Regions from separate parts of the Drosophila melanogaster genome. Here region 2 is linked to region 1. The links are chromatin contacts, called in public Hi-C maps. All regions are on one chromosome and are shown on one strand. Each heading gives the region's core, a stretch centred on a gene start, on an enhancer-like site or on the middle of the called end of the contact. The rest is flanking DNA. Distances are from core to core; before and after follow the strand shown.

Evidence for each region. A called contact is a pair of places that touch in the nucleus more often than the background predicts.
Region 2: a Hi-C map of the Kc167 cell line shows a contact between it and region 1, with 2.7 times the contacts expected there. The contact joins the promoter of CG1647 here to the promoter of CG11857 in region 1. A contact is called at or near these places in 16 of 107 Hi-C or Micro-C datasets (the Kc167 cell line, the ML-DmBG3-c2 cell line, the S2 cell line and 6 more).

Annotation. Positions count from the first base shown.
Region 1 is chr3R:25,257,385-25,263,803 of dm6, reverse strand. It overlaps CG11857, which reads right to left and starts at 4,906. Exons shown (of 2, transcript NM_143105.3): 1 at 4,372-4,906; 2 at 3,045-4,310. The coding sequence starts at 4,440. The coding sequence ends at 3,768. Nup358 (Nucleoporin 358kD) reads right to left here. Exons shown (of 7, transcript NM_143104.3): 6 at 5,675-6,419; 7 at 5,132-5,603. The coding sequence ends at 5,245. Kdsr (3-ketodihydrosphingosine reductase) reads left to right here and starts at 1,306. Exons shown (of 3, transcript NM_143106.4): 1 at 1,306-1,620; 2 at 1,691-2,259; 3 at 2,324-2,841. The coding sequence starts at 1,404. The coding sequence ends at 2,548. It overlaps CG11858, which reads right to left and starts at 1,063. Exons shown (of 2, transcript NM_143107.4): 1 at 919-1,063; 2 at 512-859. The coding sequence starts at 994. The coding sequence ends at 543. It also overlaps GlnRS and asRNA:CR46099.
Region 2 is chr3R:28,817,063-28,823,585 of dm6, reverse strand. CG1647 reads right to left here and starts at 3,365. Exons shown (of 4, transcript NM_143379.3): 1 at 3,069-3,365; 2 at 2,868-3,014; 3 at 2,590-2,798; 4 at 1-2,527. The coding sequence starts at 3,248. CG1523 reads left to right here and starts at 3,918. Exons shown (of 3, transcript NM_143378.4): 1 at 3,918-4,364; 2 at 4,416-4,785; 3 at 4,912-6,244. The coding sequence starts at 4,072. The coding sequence ends at 6,114. Prp39 (pre-mRNA processing factor 39) reads right to left here. Exons shown (of 8, transcript NM_176576.3): 8 at 6,232-6,523. The coding sequence ends at 6,423.

The DNA of each region.
Region 1 (6,419 bases), core at 3,657-6,156:
GGAGCCTGAAAAGGGATACCGTCGTCTGGCACCGAAGCAATCTGTGGGTCTCCGGCACGCGGGTCTCGTAATCAGCGTGGATGAGATAGTAAAGGATCCGGCGACTGGTCAGGTGGTGGAACTAATCTGCACCAGCCAACCTGCCGAGCAGGCCGAGAAGCCCAAGGCTTTTGTCCAGTGGGTATCGCAGCCGATACAGCTGGAAGTGCGTCTGTACGAGCAGCTCTTCAAGCACAAGAATCCCGAGGATCCCAACGAGGTGCCCGGCGGTTTCCTGAGCGACATCAGTGAGCAATCCATGTCGGTGGTGGTGGCATTCGCGGATCGGGCCCTAAACCAGGCCAAGGTTTACGACAAGTTCCAGTTCGAGAGGATTGGCTTCTTCTCCGTAGATCCTGACACCAGTGCGAACCACCTAGTGTTCAACCGCACTGTGGGATTGAAGGAAGATGCGGGCAAGAAGTGAACGGGATTTCGGGAACCCACAAATGAAAAGAAACAAAATCCGTATCACATTAAAATTCGATTTATAAAATCAATGTTCATTTCTTTCCCTCCACCATGATGATGTGGTAGCCAAACTTGGTCTTAATCGGGGGATCTGTGTACACGGGATTGTTGACAGTGGAGATGGGCAATGCGAAGGCGGCGTCCTGAAATGGGCCCACCATCGCTCCTCGGATCTGCCATCCGAGATCGCCGCCTTGTCGCGCCTTGTCCTCGCTGTAAGCAGCCGCTACCTCGGGGAATTTTTGGCCTGCCTTTAGCTTCTCCATCGCTTCGGTGATCTTGCCCTGCTTCTCGCACAAGATGTGACGAACCTTTACAGCATTGCCTCCCTTCTTCTCCTTACCGGCAGCTGCAGATGGCAAAATTCATTTGAAGGATAGGATTTTTGCTTTAGTCGTAAGCACTTACACTTGTCTTCGGCGGCTGGCTTTTTGCCACCTTTCCCTGCATCCTTTCCACTCTTCGCATCCTTTTTCGGTGGCATTTTCGTTCAATGTTTTTAAATTGCAAATTCGAAACAAGTAAACAGTTTGGTTGGAGCAGACACATGCGGTCAGTGCTGCGCACTAAGATCTAACCTTTTTTATCAAACCACTTTATTTCAAGATCTAGTAAATATTTATGTTGTTGATTCATATGGGTAGCCATTGCACATTTAATTTATTATGAATAAAATTAAACAAAAAGTTTTGAAGAACAAAATATTTGCTTGGCCGCTTATAGCCACATTTGCATCTCTGATGTGCGTCGAAAGCTTTCGATAGAAATCCGGTTTGCGTCAACGGTCACACTTAGATGCACTTTCTAATCAGACGTTTAACTTTGGGTGCAGATAAGCCAGCGTAAGAGATTAGAGAATCCGGGAATTATCGCACCCTCTTGAAATTGTCATCATGGAACTGAGCTGGGAGATAGTGTTCTGCGTGGGCATTGCGGTGCTGGTTCATGTTCTGGTCTACGTGTTCGTCATGGCCAAGAAACCGAGGAGCATTGTGGGTCGTCATGTGGTGGTCACCGGCGGCTCCAAGGGAATCGGACTCTGTCTGGCGGTGGAGTGCGCCATGAAAGGCGCCAATGTGACGGTGATAGCGCGCGACGAGAAAATGCTGAGTGAGTAATGTTCTGGCTAGGAAACCCCACCCAAAATACTCTTATCTTTGATATACGATCTTTTTTGCAGGCGGAGCAGTGGCTCTGATGGAAGTGATTCGCCAGCGGCCAGATCAAAAGTTCCAGTACAGAAGTCTGGACATAAGCGGCGATTATGACCAGGTGGCCAAAGTGCTTGGCGAGATCGAAGATAGCTTCGGCCCCATATACACTTTAATAAACTGTGCCGGAATGGCCATTTGCGGTGTGTTCGAGGAGGTCTCAGTCCAGGATGTCCACAAGCTGATGAACGTAAACTTCTTCGGCACCTATAACTGCACCCGTTATGTCCTGCCCAAAATGAAGAAAGCCGGCGACGGCATTATTGTAATCACTGCCTCACAGGCGGCTATGTTTGGCATCTATGGATACGGTCCTTACTCAGCCACCAAGTACGCCCTGAGAGCGATGGCTGAAACGATTGCAATGGAGTCTCGGGAGCACGGGGTCAGCGTCACTCTGGCCATGCCCTGCGATACGAATACACCCGGATTCGAGGAGGAGGAGAAGTCAAAGCCCAGGGAAACCAAAATAATCTCTGGTGGAGGAGGTCTCATAGAGCCGGAAGTTATGGCGAAAGCTATACTTAAGGATGCCCTGGTGAGTCTGTTACCCATAGTTAATATTCACGCAATCTAACTAGAATACTTTTTCTTATTTGTAGAAGGGAAAATTCACCTCAACTGTTGGAGCAGAAAGCTGGCTGATCACCACTTTGGGTGGAGCATTGCTTCCTTGGGATGGCTTCTTCACCAATCTTCTGCACGCCATAGTTTTGGGACCACTGCGAATAGTTAGCTACGCTCTGCACAAGTACTTCAATAGTGTTATACGCAAATGCGCTCGAGAGGATAAGGCCAAGGCCACATCGCAAGTGGAGTCCAAGTGAAATCTCTCTTGTCCCGCTGCCCTTAAAGTATTCCCAAGTGCCCATAATTAAATCACTTTTTTATAATTAATCAAAATGTGCGATTGTTTTGCATGGTTAGCCTATTCATATATTACAATTCCCGTATTATCATTCATTTTTATATATATATTTGTATGTGCATTTGAACTTTTTTATTATTGCCGTGCTAGGGTTTTAACTATTTGTATCGTGTTTTCTAGACTAGATGACGTGTGCTCGTTTTGTTGGTGTGTGCTTCGTTTTAACAAAAATAAAATGTATTTACTGTTCAGAAAATGAGTCGTTTTTAAATAACCACTTAGTGATTGTGCTAATCGCTAAAGCAATTTCACGCATTGGCCTAATCAAAATTGGTTTCGTATCTTAAAATCGAACAGCAAACTACATGCAGAAGCGATTAGATAAATACAAAAACCACGCCACAAAAGCCATCAACCTTTTCCAAATGGTTCAAAATTCAACGATAAATTATTTGGTTTTCTTTTGTCTTTCTTTATTCATAAGACGCACCCAGTGTACACTTCCTATAGTTTCAGTTTTCAATTCGCCTTTTTTTAACATTCTGTATAGTTAACGCTAACAAAAATTGTATAATCATAATGCAAAATATATATATATATATGTTTGTATATATATTTAGACATATTATTATAGCATCTTAGCACGATAATCAAAAATAATTGGATTCAAATACAGTAAGTCTACTTTTTGGATAGAAGAGTTATTAAATTATTGTTAGGATTAGGATGAAAAACTAAATTAGAGCTGATCTGCAGTATTTCGGTATCGTTTGGGATTTACAATAGATAGAAAGCATTGTAAATAAATATAAATTTAAACAAGCAGTTAGATTAAACAATAAACAAGGTATTTTGCACAAGACGCCGTACGACAACTCAACAGTGAAACGAAAAATGCTACACAAACCGAAAAGGAAAATCATATTATAAGCTTGTTTCTGGTTGATGTTATGCTGCTGGTTCCCATTCCGGGCTGCTTTCGGTAGCTTTCTCTAGTAGTCCTCAATGGCAATGATCTGCGGTGGTTTGATGGACGATGCTGTTGGCGACCCCACATCCTTGGTCGCTGCGCTGTCGCTGGTTGGTGATGGTGGCGCTGCAGCTGCAGAAGAGGCATTTGAAGGATCACCCGATCCCGCTGCCGTCGCCCGCGTGTCCGACGTCTGTGCGGCTAATTGTCACTTTGAGTTGCCCGCCACGGAACCGGGTCCGGAACCCGCCAGATCATTCACCCGCTGGTAGCGCGGTTTATTGCGGGTAAACGGCAAGTACTTGTACTTGATCATATGCTTGATCTGGCGCTTCATCGTGATGCAGAAGAGCGTGATAAAGTACATGACCAGGATGGGCCAGAATACCGGCACGTTGAAGAAATCGAAGAACGTACAAATCAGACCGATGAGCGTGCTCTTCGCCACCGACAGCCAGAACTTGAACTCCGGCAGGCGGCGAATGAATGGCCGGAACTCTTCGTTGCTGCGAGTTGGCAGATTGGGTCCCTCGTCCTCGTCATCCTGCGAATACGGATCGAACTCCGGGTCGATCTTGGGCGTTAAAAAAGCGATAAACAGGTTCAAGTGGTAAATGCCAAGCGCATAGCACACGATGTACCAGCCCTGATAGATGAAGATGCGCAGCACAAAGAGCAGGAGCAGAAAGCCGGCGAACACCCAGCGCATTCGTGTGTGCGGTGTGCTACGGTCCAAGGCGGATTGGTAGGTCTGCGGAAGCAAAGGATGCGGGTTAGTTCCCGGCACGTACGGGCTATCCACAATTACTTACCTGTGAGAGGCGCTGAAAGAACTTCTTAACCCCGCCGCCGCCGGCAGCACTGCTGTCCTCGTTCATCATGGTCGTCGTCGGTAGTCTCTCATTAATCTCCGGCCCTCGACTTTTATTGTTGACTTTGACGCTGTCGTTGTTCTCGCTGCACACGTGTATCGATTCGGGAATTGCAAAATTTTCCGGGACGGGGGCAGGGGCTGCCGGAAAGGGGCTAACAAAACACGAAATGGGCCAACTGGCAAACTAGACGCGCTTCAATCGCTAATTATTCTCTAATTCATATTCTGCACCGCCCGTCGTCGCCTTCTTCTTCTTCCTCCTTGTTGTAGGGCTGTTTCAACTGTCAGTTTCCTGAGATTGCTATATAGACAGTATTCGGGATTCGTAAAGTTCTGGCCACAGTTTAGTGCGTTTCTATGCGGTAACTAATTTAATTACACTAGAGATTTGTCGGCAATTTATTGTTCTTTTTTCACACAGAGTTCACCACGTCATTATGCTCTCTCAGTGGCAGGGCTGTCAAACTATCGGCTGGGGATGGAACAATCGGGAGTTGAGCGATTATCGCGAAAGGTAATTGTTTGTTTTAATTTTTTATCTAAGTGCTGTCGATATTTTAAAAATAGGTAGAGGTACATTTAATATATAAAAACATAGCCAGTTTCCTTGTGCTATATGGTTGTACGTCCGAATTTGTCTCCTCTCTAATATATCGATTGCTTTATTCAATAGTCAAATTTATTTCAAATGTAATATTAATGTTTATCGAAATTTTATTAGCAAAATGTGAAATAGCCATTGTCGCTACTGTTTTGGATGAATATTCTAACACAATCCTAGACATGCTACATATATTTAGATCCGGTTTGCTTATGAGCTCGCCTGCTCCTCCGGCGCGTCGTCATTCTTGTTCTCCTCATCACCTTGCAAGGCCTTGGCTCGTTTTATGCACGAATTGACCGTGTTGAGGAACTCACTGGCGATCTCTTCCTTGGCGAATCGACAGGCAAGGCGTTCCAGGACGCCCTCGGTGTCAACTTTACCCTCTGCGTCCACCGCGTAGTTGTAGCCGGCCCACAGGAAGCTCTTCATCTGCGCGTTCATGTAATCCATTTGCAGGGAGGCGGAGATATTCATGTTAAGCACCAGCTTGTGGATCTGCTCCTGCCGCATGATCAGTCGGAATGTCTGCAGCTCCGGGTGCTCCAGCACCTTTATCTCACCGACACCTTTTTTTTTTTTTTTTGGTTTTATAAAAACTTTTAGTGTGAATAAGAAAGGGACTATTACTACAGCTTACCTCGCTCCTTCCATTGTTTCGATTCGGCGTCATAGCGATAAAGCTTCGCCCGCTCGCCAAACAGCTTAGTCTCGTTCTCCTCTCCCGTGGTGACAACTATCTCATCCGGCAGCTCTACAATGGCATCATAGTGCGGATCGTAGTTGTCATCAGTGGTCGCGTCGCCGTCATCATCGCACTCTTCTGTGGCTTGCGGCGACTCGAAGTTCTTGAAAGCGTTCTGATGCGTGAGGTTATAAAAGCCGCCCCCGGCGGACTTGTTGAATCCCACGGTAGTGCCCTGGCTATTGGCCGACAGGTTGGCAAAGTCGTTGCCCGTCTTGTTCGCTAAGTCCGCAAAAGTGCCGCCCGGATTGCTTGCCAAATCTGCAAACGTGCTGCCTGTCTTGGCCAAATCGGCAAATGTGCTGGTCGTCTCCGGCACCAACTCCTTCTTTTCCTTGCCTTCGGCTTTAAGATCAGTGGTGTTATTCGAGGTTATGTCCTTTTCCTTTTCATTTTTTGCAGCTGTAAATGAGAAGGTTGCCATTTGTCCAAAAGCGGGTGCACTGCCAAACACAAAGTCTTTAGCAGGTGACTGGGTTTCAATTTTGGGTATTCCAAAGGCGTTGGACCCTCCAAATAACAATGGGGTTCCGCCAATGATAGATTTTGGTTCTTCCTTGCCATCTGATTTTTGCAAATTAACTTTGTGGCCTCCAAAAGGATTGGCGTCTCCGAACACAGGTGCGGCAATTCCACCGAA
Region 2 (6,523 bases), core at 2,116-4,615, 3.6 Mb before region 1:
AGCACGTGATTCCAGATAGGAGGCATCGTTTTCTATTGAATTATCCTCAGTTTCGCTATGGACATGAATCGGCAAAGATTCTGTGTTAAAGGTTTGGATCTGTGAAGCTGCGGGAGGGAGATCTTTAGTATCTGCTTGGGATTCGGACGAAGCTGCAGGCTGAGAGACAATGCAAGGATCGGGCTGGGATTGTGCGGCAATGGCAACTTGTGCAGAAGTTTGGAGGTCGTTTGCAGGAGACTGGACATTTTCCACTGTGTGGGAATGAGGTTCATTTGTAGTGCTGGGGCTTGGGCCTATTGAACATTCTATATCATTTGAGCATGCTGCAGATGGTTGCGGTACAGCTTGACTGCATATGTTGGTTATGACCAAACTAAAAGCAGAAGCTTCTGATTTTTCCACACCTAGCACGTCCCGAGTTTGCGAAGGAGTTTCACTGGCAGGCAATGCAGTGGATACCTCTGTATCCATTCTTTCCGATTCCAAATCTTTCCTAGATGACTCGTTTTGAAGTTCTAATGGTGGCAACTCTATTTCACGATATATGCGCTCTTCCGTGTCCCGCTCCATGGCTTCCTCAGCTTCATCGGCTGATGATGCACTGTCTTCATTTCCATCGTCATCGTCCTCATCACTCTTCTCCAATCCGTTTCTGTGCACGGCGTCTATCTCGCATATGTCCAACTCTCTTTCCTGTTTCACTGATACATCACTTAGATCTAAACTGCCTATGTATTCTTTCTCTTCTTCCATCATGTCATTATGATTAATCTCTTCTGTAGTTTCTCGTTGATCTTCTGGTTCTTCGTCTCCATATCCGAGATTTCTCGGTTCCGGCTTGATGGAAATCATGTTAAACGCCGACTCGCCGCTCACAACGGCAACAATCTGCGGCAAAGTGTTCGTCCTGGGTGGGCTATACGTTTTCCGTTCTGCACCTCCCGTACTTTTGCGCGCTGTGGACTTTACGGACTTCACCTTGTGCAGGGAGTCCTCGGGACAGGCTTCTTCAGCTCGTTCTAATGCCATTGCTTCTTCTGCCATATCCACGCCACTGGTCACATTAGAGATCTGCATCATACGATCAAGCTCCATGCGATTTGGCTTAACATCTTCCTGACTCTGAATCATGGCCTCATCGACTTCCTCACTTCGTTCGCTTTCGTTTAAGCTGCTTTCAAACTGAGTCATGGGAATAGTGGTCATGACAGTGGCCTCAGGAGCATAATCGACGGGTTCCTGTTTGATTTTAATGGCAGGTTGATTCTGAGATTCTGTTCGACAGTTTTCAGTCTCGTTCGACGCTTCCTTCTCCCGTTCCTTATGCTTTCTTTTCTTTTTCTTTTTGCTGCTTCTGCCAAACGCCTGTCCAGCTTCATCCAGATCGTCTATGAGAGAAGAGTTCAGCTTTCCATGGTTCTTCGTTATTTTAAGTTTTAGCTTCAGAGGCTCTTGCTTCACTCCCGTTTGCTTTTCATAGCCGTCATACTCGGGTTCCTGTTTAACAGATACACTGGGAATATCGTCACAGGCAGCAACAGAGATTTTATCGGATTCTGTTTCCGGTTGACATTCCTGACATTCGTCGTTAGCTGCCTGAATATCATCACCAAAACTTGGATGTTCTTCATTCCGTTCCGGCTCGGGATCACTCTCGGCTTGACCTCTAGGTGGCCCCGTGTCATTTATGTGCACTTCTGGCTCATGCTTAATGCTGACCAGAGTGTTAATCGTATTCTTCAGCAGCTGATCCACTCGTTTCAAATAATTCCTGGCAGAAACCCTATCGCTATTTTTGCTTTTGGCAGCAACCAGTTGATCGGTTCCAGACGAAGACCGCAGAAGTGGCGATGACAGGCGTTCCAGAACTACTACCGGTTGCATACCCTCGTCTATGACGAAATCCGGCGGCACTGTTGTGGCCGGCGGAAGACCTAGCAATTCCTCCTCGATCTCGTTCTTGATTAACATCTGCGCCTCATTGGTCACCACCTGGGGCATGATGTGCTTCGAGTGGTTGAGGTAAATCTTTGGGCAGGTTGGCGCATGACGCATATAGGCCGCTTCGGTGTTCAAGGTGCGACTGCAACCGCCGCACTTGCGTTTACGGATGGCACAGCGGTGAGTGTTGTAGAAGAAGTTCGTGACGAAAGTCTTCTTGCACAGCGGACACTCCCGATCCAGGACGAGCAGTTGGACGGGAGTGGGTGGTGTGTGTTCGCGCAAATGGCGCGTAAAAGCATACGCATTGGCTACGCTAGACTCGCACAGGGGACACTTGTAGGGAGTCTTGGAGAGCTTATGCCACAGCTGGTGGGCGCGTATGTCGCTCTGGTTGTGGTGCGTCTGGTTGCAGGCATTACATATGTATCGCGGTATCGATGGCACATGCACCAGGCTTTTATGCTCGTCGGCCAGCTCCTTGCTAAGGAACTTCTCGCCGCAAACGCTGCAAATAGACTTGCGACCGGCCTTTTTCGGTGGTCCCTTAAGACTGGTGTCCTGTTCAGCGGGCTCGTCTTTGCTGGGATAATAAAAATGGGAATTATTTACAAATAGAACAAGAGGAATGTATGTTATAGTTACATCTCCGGCTCTCTTTTGGACACTAAAGATGTTATCTGTGATGGCTGTAGTTTTTGCTTTTTGTGCCACACAAAGGACTCCTTTTTTACCTGTGGCTTGACATTGTTATTTTTTGGCCAGGATTCCTCGCCCTTGCGCTTCCTTCCCCGTTTTCCAACTGCACCAGATATTGGCCGTTCCTCCTTAACGATGCGCTTAAGATCAATTAACTGTGAGGCGTAAATAATACATTAGTTCGTATAATTATAAATTATAATATAGTTATTCGTTTTTCTCACTCTTGCGGGCTCTATTTGCTTCAATCCCAATAGATTTCGAGTCTGTTTATTCGTCGCATAGCACATTTCCCGAAACTCATAAAAATCATTGATTTTATCCACGCACTGGCTGCAAATTGTCTGCGGCATTTTGTCGTCCACGGACACCTGCAAAGGGCGTTGGTTAACTTGGCTATGAACATTTTTAAGAAAAACACCCACAGTGAAGCCCACCAGCTCGTAGATCTTCTGGGACATCCTAGGCTCGTCCAGGTCGATGGTGTCTTCTTCATTTGGCAAAAGTATTGGCACTTTTCCTGGATTATCGATGCCGCACAGACGACAGATCGTGCACAGATTCGCCTTGAGGGCAGCGTCGATCTTAAAAGCAAACCGATCCATTTCGGCCGGATCTTAAAATTTGTCTCGAAAGGCTTTATTCACCGGTAATTTAGCATGATTAAAGGTTTTATCTCCAGTTGAACTTGCATTTTGTTTATTCCAATACGCTTAGTGTTGGTCAGCGGCTAACAAGGTTGGTAGAAATCGATGTGCTATCGATAGGATCGAATTTTTTGCTTATCTCAAAATTAGCAAATTTGATTTTAAGTATAATTTTTGAAACTCGTTAAAAAAAATATTTAGCCAATAAAATCACATTATTGGCTATTTCTTATCACTAAATATAAAAAATTTGTCAAAAATTTTTATAAATAAATAATGTTATATAGTTGCAGAATAAATACTGAAACAAATTGTACGTCTTTACTAAAAAGATGTTTGTTTACTATTTTTACAAGTGGTGTTAAAAGCACTTCGTTTTCAGGGCTACACTATGAAATTGTATCATCGTAATTTCAGAATATATTGAATTGCAATAAGTGCTTTGGATGAAAAATACTTCAAGTTAATCATCGTACGGCGAAGCAAAAAGAATCGATTCCATTAATTTACAGAGTATTGTGCCAAAAAAGGATATTTTAAGTCCAGATGATTATCTACCATTGATGAATCTACCATTGTTCAACTTTCTTAATTCTTGATTGTTCAGTTGTAAAAAGAAATCGGTTACAAGCAGCACGGCGTTGCACCCCTGGTTTCAGAATAAACACAAGAAAGGCCACGGGGAAATTGCATCGCGGTGCCTGTGAAATCGCGAGAAGGCACACACCCATACACTCCTCTAGGTTTTCCGATCCACTTAAGAGATCCCAGAGCCCACACGATGGAGCGGTACTTGAGCCGCCGCGAAAGTGGCTTCCACATCCACCGGAGCGACGACAACTCCCTGATGCGGCGGATTTACAGCTCGATGAACATGTTTAATAGCTACCACGCCAACTGCTGGCCCACGGATGCGGGACGCACTGGGGCCATCTTCAACCTGGAGTTCAATGCCGATGGGAACGTTGTCGTGGCCGCCACGGAGAGGAAGTGCGTCCTCGTCTTCGATGCCATCACACAGAAGGAGATCTTTAAGGTACCGGACGCCCACACAGATAGTGTCAATTGCATCAAGTAAGTGTAGAAGTTGCCTTCGAGGAGGTTCGTTGCTAATCCTCGCTCCAGATTTTTTGACGAGCGCCTCTTCGCCACTGGTTCAGATGACTTTACTGTGGCACTGTGGGACCTGCGGAACATGAAGCAGAAGTTGCGCGTCCTCCACGGCCACTCCAACTGGGTGAAGAACATCGAGTACTCCTCCAAGGACAAGTTGCTCGTAAGCTCCGGCTTCGATGGCAGCATCTTCACTTGGGACATCAATTCGCAGACTGAACAGGGCCTTATCTCGCAGCGCGTATTTCATGCCAGTGGACTGATGCGCTGCAGGATTTCGCCCACGGGCGATAAGCTGGTTCTCTGCACAAGCGGTGGATACATTATGATTATCCATCACCTTGACCTCACCACGCTCCACAAAGATCTGTGCGGATTCAGGGTAAGAAAGTTTGTAAATATCGCTGTGATTTTCAGTTTGGTTCAAGATTTTAAGTTTCGTCCAGATATATGAAATGGTTACATATGTAGATAGATGGTCAACTAATAAGCCCGTTTGATTTTCCAGCCCGGTATCTACCGACTTATGCAGTTGGGCGAACAGTATATCCCGCAGGCCGCAAAGTACGATCATGTGTTCTCCAAGCGTCAAAAGAAGAACCGCGTGGAGCTGGTCACCGACTTTCCGGAGAACAACGACGCCGAGATGATCATGGCATTGCAGATTCACCCGCACTGTTGCTGCATGCTGACGAGGAACGTCAGCTGCGACGAGCAGAGCGAGTGGACCTGCATCCACGACATCAACGAGGAGCCGGTGCGCAGCGAGGATGAGCAGGACGAGGTGGAGCCACAGCCCAAGAGAAAGCGAGTGTCCACCACACTAGCCAGCCGCAGCTCGTTGAATGAATCCCAGGACCAGGATACGGTTGGCCTTACTCCCAGACAGGCACGGAGACCGTTGCGGGTCAGCAGTGTACAAGTATTCCAACTGGATAACTCTGGAGCAGGGCGTGGCGCCTCTGACAACCCTTCAGTCTTGACACGCTCGGATTCCTTCATACCGGACATCTGGGCGGCGGAGGTCACAGTCCAGGAGCGGGCCATCCGACAGAACCGTGCACGCGTCTCCAATAACCATGTCAGCGGCTATAACTTTGTGTACGCCATCAGCAGCGGAGTGCTTCCGCTAAGACAATTGGGGGCAAATAGTCTGATGGGCAGCAGCACCAGTCCTCGCCCCCTGACCACCCCGCCGCCCACAGAAAGCAACCAGAGCAGCAGCAGTAGCTCCAGTAGCAGTAGCTCCAGCAGCAGCTCCAGCTCCAGCAACAATAGCGACACCACAGTCCGCTTAGAGATCGGAAACAGGCTGCGTCTGCGATCATTCAATAGTCCTGTGACAACGCCAACGTTCAAGGAAAACGGTCATTCAATACTGGTGAATGCCAAGAAACTGCTTTACTATGCCGCCGAGACCAACACCAAACCGGGCTTCATCAAGGAACCTGGATTCTCCGCGGACGGTCGGGTTGTCTGCTCGCCGTACGGCAATGGGGTAAGACTCTTTGGTTACAGTGAGGACTGCTGCGACTATCCGAAATGTCAGGCGTTTGAGGAGGTGAAAAGCAAACCGCGGAAACTGGTTGAGCTAGCCAAGATCACCGAACACCAGGACGTCGTTCTGTGCGCCAAGTTTAGCCCCAGGGAACCGCTCCTTGTAACCGGATGCAACGGGGGCGAGGTGACCTGGTATCGACCCAACCTGTAGACTTCAGTTGAGCCGGGCGAAGAGCGCGCTCACTGTCAATCTGTATATTTAATTTTCTATTTAGGCATAATTCGACTTATTTCAAGCATATATTGGCTAAATACAAGCAACGCGATTATGGTGGACCGATAAAAAGCTGGTATATTTTATTTTTCGCAATGGTGGGGTTATTTTGTGGGCTCAAATAGGGGTTGATAAAAAATTACAATTAGATGTGTACAACTTAACAGAGCAGCAAGGCAAAACTAAACAAGCCGTAGCGTCTTAGAGCTACAGGTGGCGGAGTGGGTTACATCTAGGCAGCGAACTTAATAGTAGTTGCCATAACCGCTCCACTGGCCGTAGTTGTAGCCGCTACCACCACTGTTGGCGCTGGCCCCACCGGAACCGTAGCCCCACTGATTGTAGT